2 separate regions of the Mus musculus genome follow, and region 1 is linked to region 2. A link is a contact called in public promoter capture Hi-C data. All regions are on one chromosome and are shown on one strand. Each heading gives the region's core, a stretch centred on a gene start, on an enhancer-like site or on the middle of the called end of the contact. The rest is flanking DNA. Distances are from core to core; before and after follow the strand shown. Region 1 holds the start of C7 (complement component 7). Region 2 holds the start of Ccdc152 (coiled-coil domain containing 152).

Region 1 (4,757 bases), core at 473-2,972, 1.8 Mb after region 2:
CACATTGCCCAGTTTGCTAATGCAGCATGTTTGTTTTTAAATATCAAATCTGGCTCATTTGGTAAGGCACCTGCTGTGCACACGTAAGGATCTGAGTTTGGTCCCCAGCATCTGTAAGAGGCATGCAGATCCTTGTGCTCACAGATAAGCACTTGGAAAACCAGGAATATTAAAACATTAAAACACATGGTTGTCTCTCCAGAGAGAGAGAGAGAGAGAGAGAGAGAGAGAGAGAGAGAGAGGTGTATAACCTGCTCAGAAGGCTGGGGATGAATGTAGTTAATATTTATTAACCTGGTGACCTCTGCTCTATCTGGATGGCCAGGTGGAACTAGCTCCTTCTGACCCTTAATCTTGAGCCTCTTTATCTCAGTCAATCTACAGCACTATCCTGCCCCAAGAGACTTATCCCAAGTTAGTTTACCTTGAGCCAACTTGAGCCTGCTTCCTTAGTAAATACATAGAGCCTATCTTTATGGAAGATGCCACTTGGACTTGACCAAAATATATGTAATCATGTCTTGAGTACGTGGGACTGGGTTAGCATCAGGATACTTTTTCCATATTGTGCTGTGCTTAAATATGCCTAAAATAAACTACCCGGTGTCAGACTTTCAAAGTTTTTCAAACCAACAGCAGTTAACTGAGTTATATTAAACCAAATTTCCTTCTTGCCTCCCATGGTTTGATACTCTAATGGCTGTGGTGCTTGTAGAAACTGCCTCCAAACCCTGCACATACACACAAGCATCCACATAAAAAGCCAAGCGCAGCAGTATATACCTATGATCCCAGTACTGGAGATGCAGAGACAGGAGGGTATAGCAAGACTAGTCATGCAGGCGAGTGCAAGCTTCAGTAAGAAACCTGATCTCAAAAAGAAAAGGGAAAAAAAAAAGGAAAAAAAAGAAAAGAAGGCCAGCAATGGAGGAGGATACCATCTGGCATGCACACATACCTATGAACACACAAATAATAATAGCAATTCCAGCTTGGTTTTCCATCTTAAAATTTCATCCTGTAACAATGATTTCTGCCTTTGGTTGTTCATTGCATAGTAACTTTTAAAAATATATAATTCAATTATTTTGTGATGGTTTAACATCTATGTTGATAAGCCCATAGCTGCACTCCTGTTCTTACATTTCTGCCCTCACAGCCCTGACCCTTTTACTCAAGATTTTAAATTCTAACTTTCCAAAGCTACAGATTCCACTTTCTATAAAGCTCTTCTATAATCTAAGCAGGACCTTGCTGCATGGCCCAAAATGAGAATTAATAAATGATCAAACTGGATACAACTTATGCCGTAGAAGTAACAAGGGTGCCATTGTGTTCCTGTATTGCTTTCTTGGGATTTCCATAAACACTATCTTCAGTTCCCTTGTCCCAACTCTCTCAGACTATAACTGCAAAGCAAGAAAGACCCATTCACTTTGGCTGAACTATTAAAATTTTACTTATATAAGGATTATTTTTCAAGTCACTCATAGACCTTTTACCTCCACGTTTTCCACATCTTGCTCTTCTTTGATTTCTTTCAGATAAGTGTGACCTTCCCCTTTGAGGTGCCTTCAACTATATAAGCCATACATTATTATCTTACCTGCATGCTTGGGAAACACTCAGTACAGAAGAGAACAAGAAAATTTCATCTGTAAAGACAGGCAGGCTCTTGTCTCCCCCACAGTCTGTCCTGCTCTGAATTCTTTTTCTGCTCACTTATAAAGCCAGCTGTGCTGAGTCTTCACCAGACTCTCCAGGGACACAGAGAGCCTGCCTCTGTACTTGACCTGTGCCTTGATGCCAGATGCATTTTATCAGTTACACAGACCTTTGCTGCAACCAGCTGGGACCATTTGGAAATCACAGATATGTTTCTGGGAAGTATATCTGTTAATTAGGAAAGACAGTAAATGTCTTCAGTTCATCATTTAAGTGATTTCCAACCAAAGGAGACTGTAACATAAGGGCAAAACCTTTTTACTACTTTAATCTACTAAACTGAGTGCATGTTCTCATGATTCTCTTAACAGATATTATAAAGCAGATTTTGAGATTGCTTTGTGAAAGGAGAGTTCTTGATCCATTTTCTGTTTTAATAACAAAGTACTTGAGACTCAGATCTTTAAAATATAAAATTGTATTTGTCTCATAATTCTGAAAACGAGGAAATACAAGAGCATGGAACCAGTATCCACATAATATCTATGAGAGTTTGTCTTTAAGCATCCTGACACAAGGTATCACTTGGAGAGACATCATAAGTGTGGTAGCAAAAGTCTCTCTTTGGTCATTTAAAAACCACTAGTGCTAAAAATAGGAGCCCCATTCTCATGACTTCATCTATTGCTTAGAAGCCCTTCCTCAAAATAACCACTAATGTACGATGGGTACTAAATTTTGGAGGATAGGTTTAAGCTGTAGTAGATCTGGATGTAGCTCCATCTGTGAAAAGTAAATTCTATGTTTGAGAATGGATTTTTTTTTTCCTGGAAACAAATGGAGAATAACATTTTTTTTTCTTTGACTTTCACAGATTAATCGCAAAAAGTGTTTGGGGGCTACAGCCTGCATGTGAAGTCAAAGGAATCTGTTCCCCGCTTCCACCATGTGAGTTCTGAGAATCAAACTCCAGTTTTCAGGCTTGGTCACAAGCACCTTTGCCCACTGAGACATCATTATGGCCAGTTTTCAGTTTTCTTTGTTCTAAGTTATTTTATTTCATGTACATGAGTGTTTGCAGGCATGGATGGATGGCTACCATCCCTCTGTGTGCCTGGGGTCCTCAGAGGCCAAAGGAGGGCCTTAGGTCCCCTGGAACCAGAGTTATACATAGTTTTAAGTCACCACGTGGATTCTGGGAACTGAACCTGGATCCTCTGCAGGAGCAGCAAGTGTTCTTAACTGCTGAGCCACTCCTCCAGCTCTGATTCAACTTTTTAAAGAAGCAGACTCATAAAGAAGCAGACTGTGTCACCATAGTCTCAGGGCGTGATGTAGAACTAAATGCTTCCTTTGTTATGGTCCCAGAGGGAGCAGGACGTATCTTAATCTCTAGCAGCAGCTGAGACAGAAGAGAAGAAAAGGGAAATGTTACCTTTCTGAGTTAGGACTCAGAAGGGCAGACACACCTAACAGAACCATGACTTTAGCAGATACACAGAAGGTAGAATTCTCAGAAGGAAAAGCTCATTATCTCATTGAAGGGATAAATATTCCTCCCAGCTTAAAAGCCTGGTGTTAGGTGAATCTAAGCCAGGTGACTAATCAGCCCAACTGGACTGTCTCCACCCGGGGCCATAGAGTCCATTCTCTGGACCAGAAGGAAATAACTTTCCCTTGATTGACCTTTAATGCTACAATGTCACATGGGTGTTTATCTGTTTGAATTGCCAATGGGGAAACCATTAGGATAAGAGCTTTCAATATAGATTCGGTCTGTACTGCTGGCAGTTTGGCTGCTGGCATAAGCTTTGTGGACCTTTCCAAAGGGTCAGTTGGGAACCAGTGTCTGGAAAGCACTTAAGGAAGAATGGAAACTGTGAATCAGGATGAGTCAAATGGGGGTCATGTGTACGTACAGGAGAGGAACTGGAAGCATAACGTGGGATTTTTCAGTTTAAAAAAAAAAGCCTTTAAAAGACAGACAGAAAGTCTAAAAAGATTCTCATAACATAGCTGAAAGAACCTAGTGGGGAAACCCCCACTCTGTTCCCGATTCGGCGTGCACCCAAAAATCACGAAAAGGACCGTCTTGATGTAAATACACGAGGCAGTTTAATGGCGGAGCTCTGGGTCGAAACATATCTCACGCAGGAGACAGTGGATTTGACCACGAGACTTGAAAGCTAGGGATTTGAGGAATTGGCGTGGTTTCACATGATTGGTCCATTTAAACATCAGCAGACTGTACATGCATGCAGATCAAGGTAACAGCAGAGCATCTGGTTAACATTTAACTTAGGTCAGAAGGACGGGAGATAGGGAGGCGCCGGGCCAGTCCAGACATTCTTGTATGTCTTCCCTATCTTTATGGCTAGTTGGTTCCTGGGATGACTTTACAGCCTTTGTTCTTTGTTCTAAGCCCAAAAAGCCCTCCTAACTAGCAAGCCGCGTGAGTCATGGACCTTGAATAAACTTTTTGGCTAGGGCTTTGAAGTCTTGAATTTAGTTTTCTTTCATTCATAACAATTAAGCAGGATTTCAAGTCTGACTCCGAGAAATGAAGGAATTGACAGCAAGCTAATGAGGAAGAAAATGGTGATTCAAGGAGGAAGAAGTAACCCTGAAGAGCCACATTGGTGCTCAGGGAAAGCACCCAGCATATTCCTGCAAGTAGGGGTGCCTTCAGGAAGACCAAGGTCACCCCACTTATGTAAGTGGAACCATCGGTGTGAAAAAAAAAAACACAGCTGGAATCGTGAAATCTTCTGGCAATTGATATTTTTTTAATTAACAATGATTTTTAATTTATTTTTATTAGATATTTTCTTTATTTACATTTCAAATGTTATCCCCTTTCCTAGTTTCCCCTCCGAAACCTCCCTATTCCCTGCCCCTTTTCCCCAACCCACCCACTCCCTCTTCCCGGCCCTGGCATCCCCTATACTGGGGCATAGAATCTTCGCAAGACCAAAGGCCTCTCCTCCCATTGATGGCCGACTAGGCCATCCTCTGCTACATGTGCAGCTAGAGCCATAAGCCCTACCATGTGTTTTCTTTGGTTGGTGGTTTAGTCCCAGGGAGCTCTGGGG
Region 2 (5,124 bases), core at 360-2,859:
TTTCAGAATCCCAGAGGTGGATTCATCCACAGGATGGGGAAACCGAATGTAACCAGCATTTACATGTGGGCGTGTGAAGGTGTCTTACTAGAACCAAGATTAATACAATATCAAAGTGTGAAATACTTGGCATTACATTTTTCTCACATAAAAAAAAAAAGGTGGTGAAATACAGTTTTGAAACTCAGCTATTCTAGATTTGGGAAAAAAGACCACAAGGCCATGTATTGGATGTTAACTAGTCCAAAATAAATGGTATTCAAAATACTTTTTTTGTGGTCATATTCTTGTCAAACTGGACACTGCCTGACATTACTCTGTCAAGAAATTCCACTTTCTTCTTTTTATGTTACTTGACTGTAGCAGCTTTTAATCGTTTTGAAATCTGAATTTTGGTTATGTACTTCCAGTTTAGTGAAACACTTGCAATTCTGTATTGCATATCAGTAAAATTATATTTCAAAAACCTCAGTAAAAACTTGTTCCTTCTGGTAGAAAAATAATCATAATAGACAACCCCCATAACAAAACAGTTTCATTCTTTGTTGAACAAAGTTAAAAAAAAAAAAACACTAATTGATATTGTTACTTAAACTAGAGGATAATCTGAAGTATTTAAAAATCTCCTTTTCTCCTTTTTAGTTCCTAACGTTTTAAATAATTTTAAAAAACGAATTCTGTCTTAGACCCAGATTCCTGAATCAAATGCATTTTAATTTGAGTCTGAATCTTCTCCAGCTGTTTTTCTTCATAGAATATATATATATATATATATACATATATATATATATATATATATATATATATATATATATATATATATATATATATACACCTTGTAACTAAAGCTAAGGATGTTGCTCAGTGGAAGTACATTTGCTTTCCAAGTGCGCCCCCCCTCTCTCTGTGTATTCGTGTGTGTCTGTGTGTGTGTGTGTGTGTGGGGGGGGTGATGGGGGGGTAGTCTGGTATTCATGGAGATCGTCCTGTCTCTGCCTCCTGAATGCTGGGATCGAAGACATGCATCACCACCACCCGGTCATTTCTGCATGTCTTAATTGCCCTCTTCTCCCAATTTCCTAGGTTCAAATTCTTTCAATGAATTTGGTTTTGCCTAGAGAAACTCGGCAACAAGTTAGTGATTCAGTGCTTACTGAGTTCTCTACTTATATGGCGTTCAAGGCTCAGTCTCCACCATGTCCACTGGCAAGAGATAGTTTCATTTCCTTCTTCAGCTCGGTGGCTGTTGACGTGGGCATCCCAGGGCTTGACTTCTCTCCAGCCCCACTCAGTTGGGCCCTGGCACTCATAGGTGCCAGGAGTGGGGCTCAGCTTGTTCCCTGTTCTTTCTTCTGAGCTCTCCGAGGCTTTACTCTCAGACCCTGGGGCTAAGGCCCACCATGGCGTTCCGCTGTCCTCTGAGGCCCAACAGACGCGCAGGGGTGTGGGCAAGGGGCTCCGGTGTGAGAGGAGTGGGTAGGATAAAACTGCAGGAATCCAGGACACTTCAAGGAGGTGTCAGGAAAAGAATCGATGGAAAACTGGGATTCGAATCTCCAGGGAAGAGCTTGGAACGTACCTGCTGCCAAGGCGCGACATCCAGTCTCCAGCAAAGTCCTTCGGGTGCGGGTAGCTGGTCCGTTTCAGATTTTAGTCCTCTTCCGGGTGGGAAGCAGGGTCCCCCACCTCTGGGTCCGCCGTTCTCCTTGGCCGGTCAGCACCCTCTCCTAGAGAATACCTTAGAGCCCCACCAATTTACATCCTCCTAGGTGCTTTCATGGATTTCTTAGACCACAGAACAACACTCAGCCACTGCCAGACTAATCACTGTTTTGGCAACTTAAGAATGAACCAGCTTTGCTTGGTTTATACATCAGCACAATTAAATAAATAAGAACCCATATTCATCCCAGTGGTTTATAAGCCCTTTAAAGTACCAGATTCAATTATTTGATAGTTTCATGTCTATTCTCTTACTGATTTAGTGATTCAGGGCATGGACTATAATGTAAGTTCTACCAATGTCTTTGTCTTGGGCAACCTAATTTTTTTTGTGTGTCCCAGCTTTTTATCCATATAGTATCATTAATAAAAATTTCTACTCATTAAGGTTGTTCTACCAATTAAATGAATTTATCACTTAAAACATGATAGGGTCTCTTGCTTCAAGTGTTCAAAAATTATCATAATTTCCAATGTTGTCCTGTAGTAGCTGAAATGTATCTGCTGAAAAGGTATTTGAATGAGAAATAAAAACTTAAATTTCATTAATTTGATTTTTCTATAGAATTAATTTTTTCAGGCACAGGAATGTAAACAGTAATAGGATTATTCATATTTCATTATTTGAAAGTTTAAGGTATAGCAAAGTATTAGAACTGGATCCAAGTGGAGAATTTGAGTCCCCACTGCGTGTTCAAGTTTTCTTTAGCATTGGTACCAACGCATAGATAGGGATTTGAAAAACAAATAGATGAAGGAACTGGACAGTAGAGGGGTAAGAATTTCCCGGTATCATGGCTGATCTGAAAGGATTCACCACCGGAGGAATCAGATTTTAATAAGACTTGAAAGATTAGGTTTTAGTTGTTGCACCCGGAGATTGAATTACCATTGCTTCTGGGGGGAAAAAAAAGAAAGAAAGAAAAAAAAAGATGAGATTCTTTACATGCTCATCAGGAATACTGGTCTGTAATTTTCTTTCATTCGTTGTGTTTTTACGTGGTTTGAGCATTAGAGAAATGCTGCTTCATAAAAGGAGTTGGTAATACTCTGCCTCTTCCTTTCTCTCTCTCTCTCTCTCTCTCTCTCTCTCTCTCTCTCTCTCTCTCCCTTCCTTCCTTCCTTCCTTCCTTCCTTCTTCTTTCTTTCTTTATAACTTAAGAATATATTCCTTTTTTGTGTGTGTCTTTGATGGGCTGGTTGAAGTTGTTGATCATTTCTTGGTTTAAATTTGATGATTCATGCCAATCTAGATGTGTCCAATTCCTTTTAGATTTTTTAACTGAATGGAGTACACATCTTTAAAGTATCCCTTTATAATATTCTGAATTTCTTTGGTGTCTATTGTAATGTTCCCCAATTCATGTCTAATACTGGTAATTTTGGATTCTCTCTCTCTCTCTCTCTCTCTCTCTCTCTCTCTCTCTCTCTGTGTGTGTGTGTGTGTGTGTATGTCTCTCTCTGTCTCTCTCTGTCTCTCTGTCTCTCTCTGTCTCTCTCTGTCTCTCTCTCTGTCTCTCTTTCATTAATGGGGCTAAGGTTTTCTTGATCTTCTTTGACTTTTCAAGGCACCAACTCTTACATTCATATGTATATATGTCATTTAAATGAACTTACATGACTTGGACTATAATGTTCCCCTCAAGAGGCAGAATAACAAAAACCCAACTGTCAAACCTGTGAAACTTCCCTTCTAGTTGTGGGTCAAGGGAGCCTTCTATTGATTGAAGTACAGGTATTTGTGGGCTGTTGCTATAGATGCTGGTACCCATACTCTGGTCCTCTTGATTGATCAGCAAGTGCTCTTAACCACCAAGCCATCTGTCCATACCCTGCATTCAGTTTTGACATCAGGTTAGTGCTGGTTTCATAGGATTAGTTTGTGATTTTTGTTCCCCTTTCCGTTTTTTTTTTGTTTGTTTGTTTTTGTTTTTGTTTTTTTGATATTGTTTGAGGAATATTGATTGGTGTTACCTCATCTTTACAAGTTTGTGGAACCTGGAAGTGACTCCTTTTAGTGCAACATGCTTTTTTTGTTGTTGTTGAGAGACATACCAGTTCAACATCATAGATTATTTTGGATCTGCTTTTATTCTTTATAACCTTTATAACCTTGATTTAATTTTGGTAGGTCAAATCAGACCTCAATCATTTGAGGTTCAGCCTGTGGGTGTCTTTATGAGTTGTATTTTTTAGTAAAAACAAACAATTGGACCTAGTAATATTTTTTAATCCAGTCACCCAGTGTGTGTCTCTTTACTGATAAGTTGAAGCCACGTACACTTAAGATTTTAATAGATATTAAATGATCTCTGTATTTGTTTGTTCTTTTTATGATTGGTTATATTATTATTATTTTTCTTTCCCAAGCTAGTATGAGGAGTTTTTTTGTTTTTGTTTTTGGTTTACTGTGTTGAATGTATTGTATTTCTTTATACATCTCCTTTACTAATAGAATCTCATGAAATATATTCTTTCCCATGGCAAGTGTGTCTTTATTTCTCCTCTGCATATAATTTTGCTTTGAGTATTTTCTCTAGTATTTTGTTGTTGACCCATCTCTCCATCCCTTTCTCTCTTCTAAAAGAATTTTAAGAGTTTTAAATTATGTGTATATGCATCTGTTTATGGGTATGTGCACATGTCTTTAAATTTCAAGCAATTGTTTTTTAATGTCCTTAACACTGTGAACCATTTGAGAAGATTTTCTTCCGTTAAATCATATTTAGTTTGACTTGTTCCTGAAAATTCAGCCAACTATAGGGCCTGGATCTTTTACCATGACTTAGTCAGTTAGTTGATTAACAAAGTTAATCATTTACTTTTCCTGAACATTGGTTTTCTCTTCTATAAAGATTAAAATTTATATCTGACCTGATTACAACTGATTTATTTGTCTGGGTGAAATAATATAGATGAGCATACTTCATAAAATCAGAACTGTCTGTAAGGTTGGCTATATGCTACCTTATAAAAGAGAACAATATGTATCTTTCTTCTTCAGATATTTGTATATTGCTCCATTGGGAAAGACATATTGAATACATCTTCCTGATAAGGTATTTCATGTCTTTATAATGCTGCTGACATCTCTTAATACCCACAGAACAATCATATAGACATTATTAAAGGCATCAATGGAAAATTGCATTCTTTGTGCTCCTTTAAAGTTAGTTTCCTGGGACTGTTATGCAAAAATCTATTAAATTTGAAGCTCTAGCTGAGTGATTTTTTTTTTTTTAATTTAGTAGGAAGGAGTGAGGAGTGAATGATTTCTGTTCAGGCAATAACAGATCAACATCATTCTGCAATTTCACTGTGAATATCTTTCTTCTATAAAGAGCTACATACACATTTCCCAGTATTGTAAGCTTCAGATTAAAAAAAAAAAAGCCAGATGTC

The links. Promoter capture Hi-C pulls out the DNA fragments that hold promoters and counts their contacts.
Region 1: a promoter capture Hi-C map of hippocampal neurons shows a contact between it and region 2, with 10 times the contacts expected there. The contact joins the promoter of C7 here to the promoter of Ccdc152 in region 2. A contact is called at or near these places in 9 of 39 promoter capture datasets (the 3T3-L1 cell line, the C10 cell line, the HPC-7 cell line and 5 more).

The regions. Positions count from the first base shown.
Region 1 is chr15:5,062,051-5,066,807 of GRCm38.p6, forward strand. C7 (complement component 7) reads right to left here and starts at 1,723. Exons shown (of 18, transcript NM_001243837.1): 1 at 1,607-1,723. The coding sequence starts at 1,612.
Region 2 is chr15:3,301,917-3,307,040 of GRCm38.p6, forward strand. Ccdc152 (coiled-coil domain containing 152) reads right to left here and starts at 1,610. Exons shown (of 9, transcript NM_001166063.3): 1 at 1,580-1,610. The region is part of intron 3 of Gm41254 (a long non-coding RNA gene); the gene reads left to right.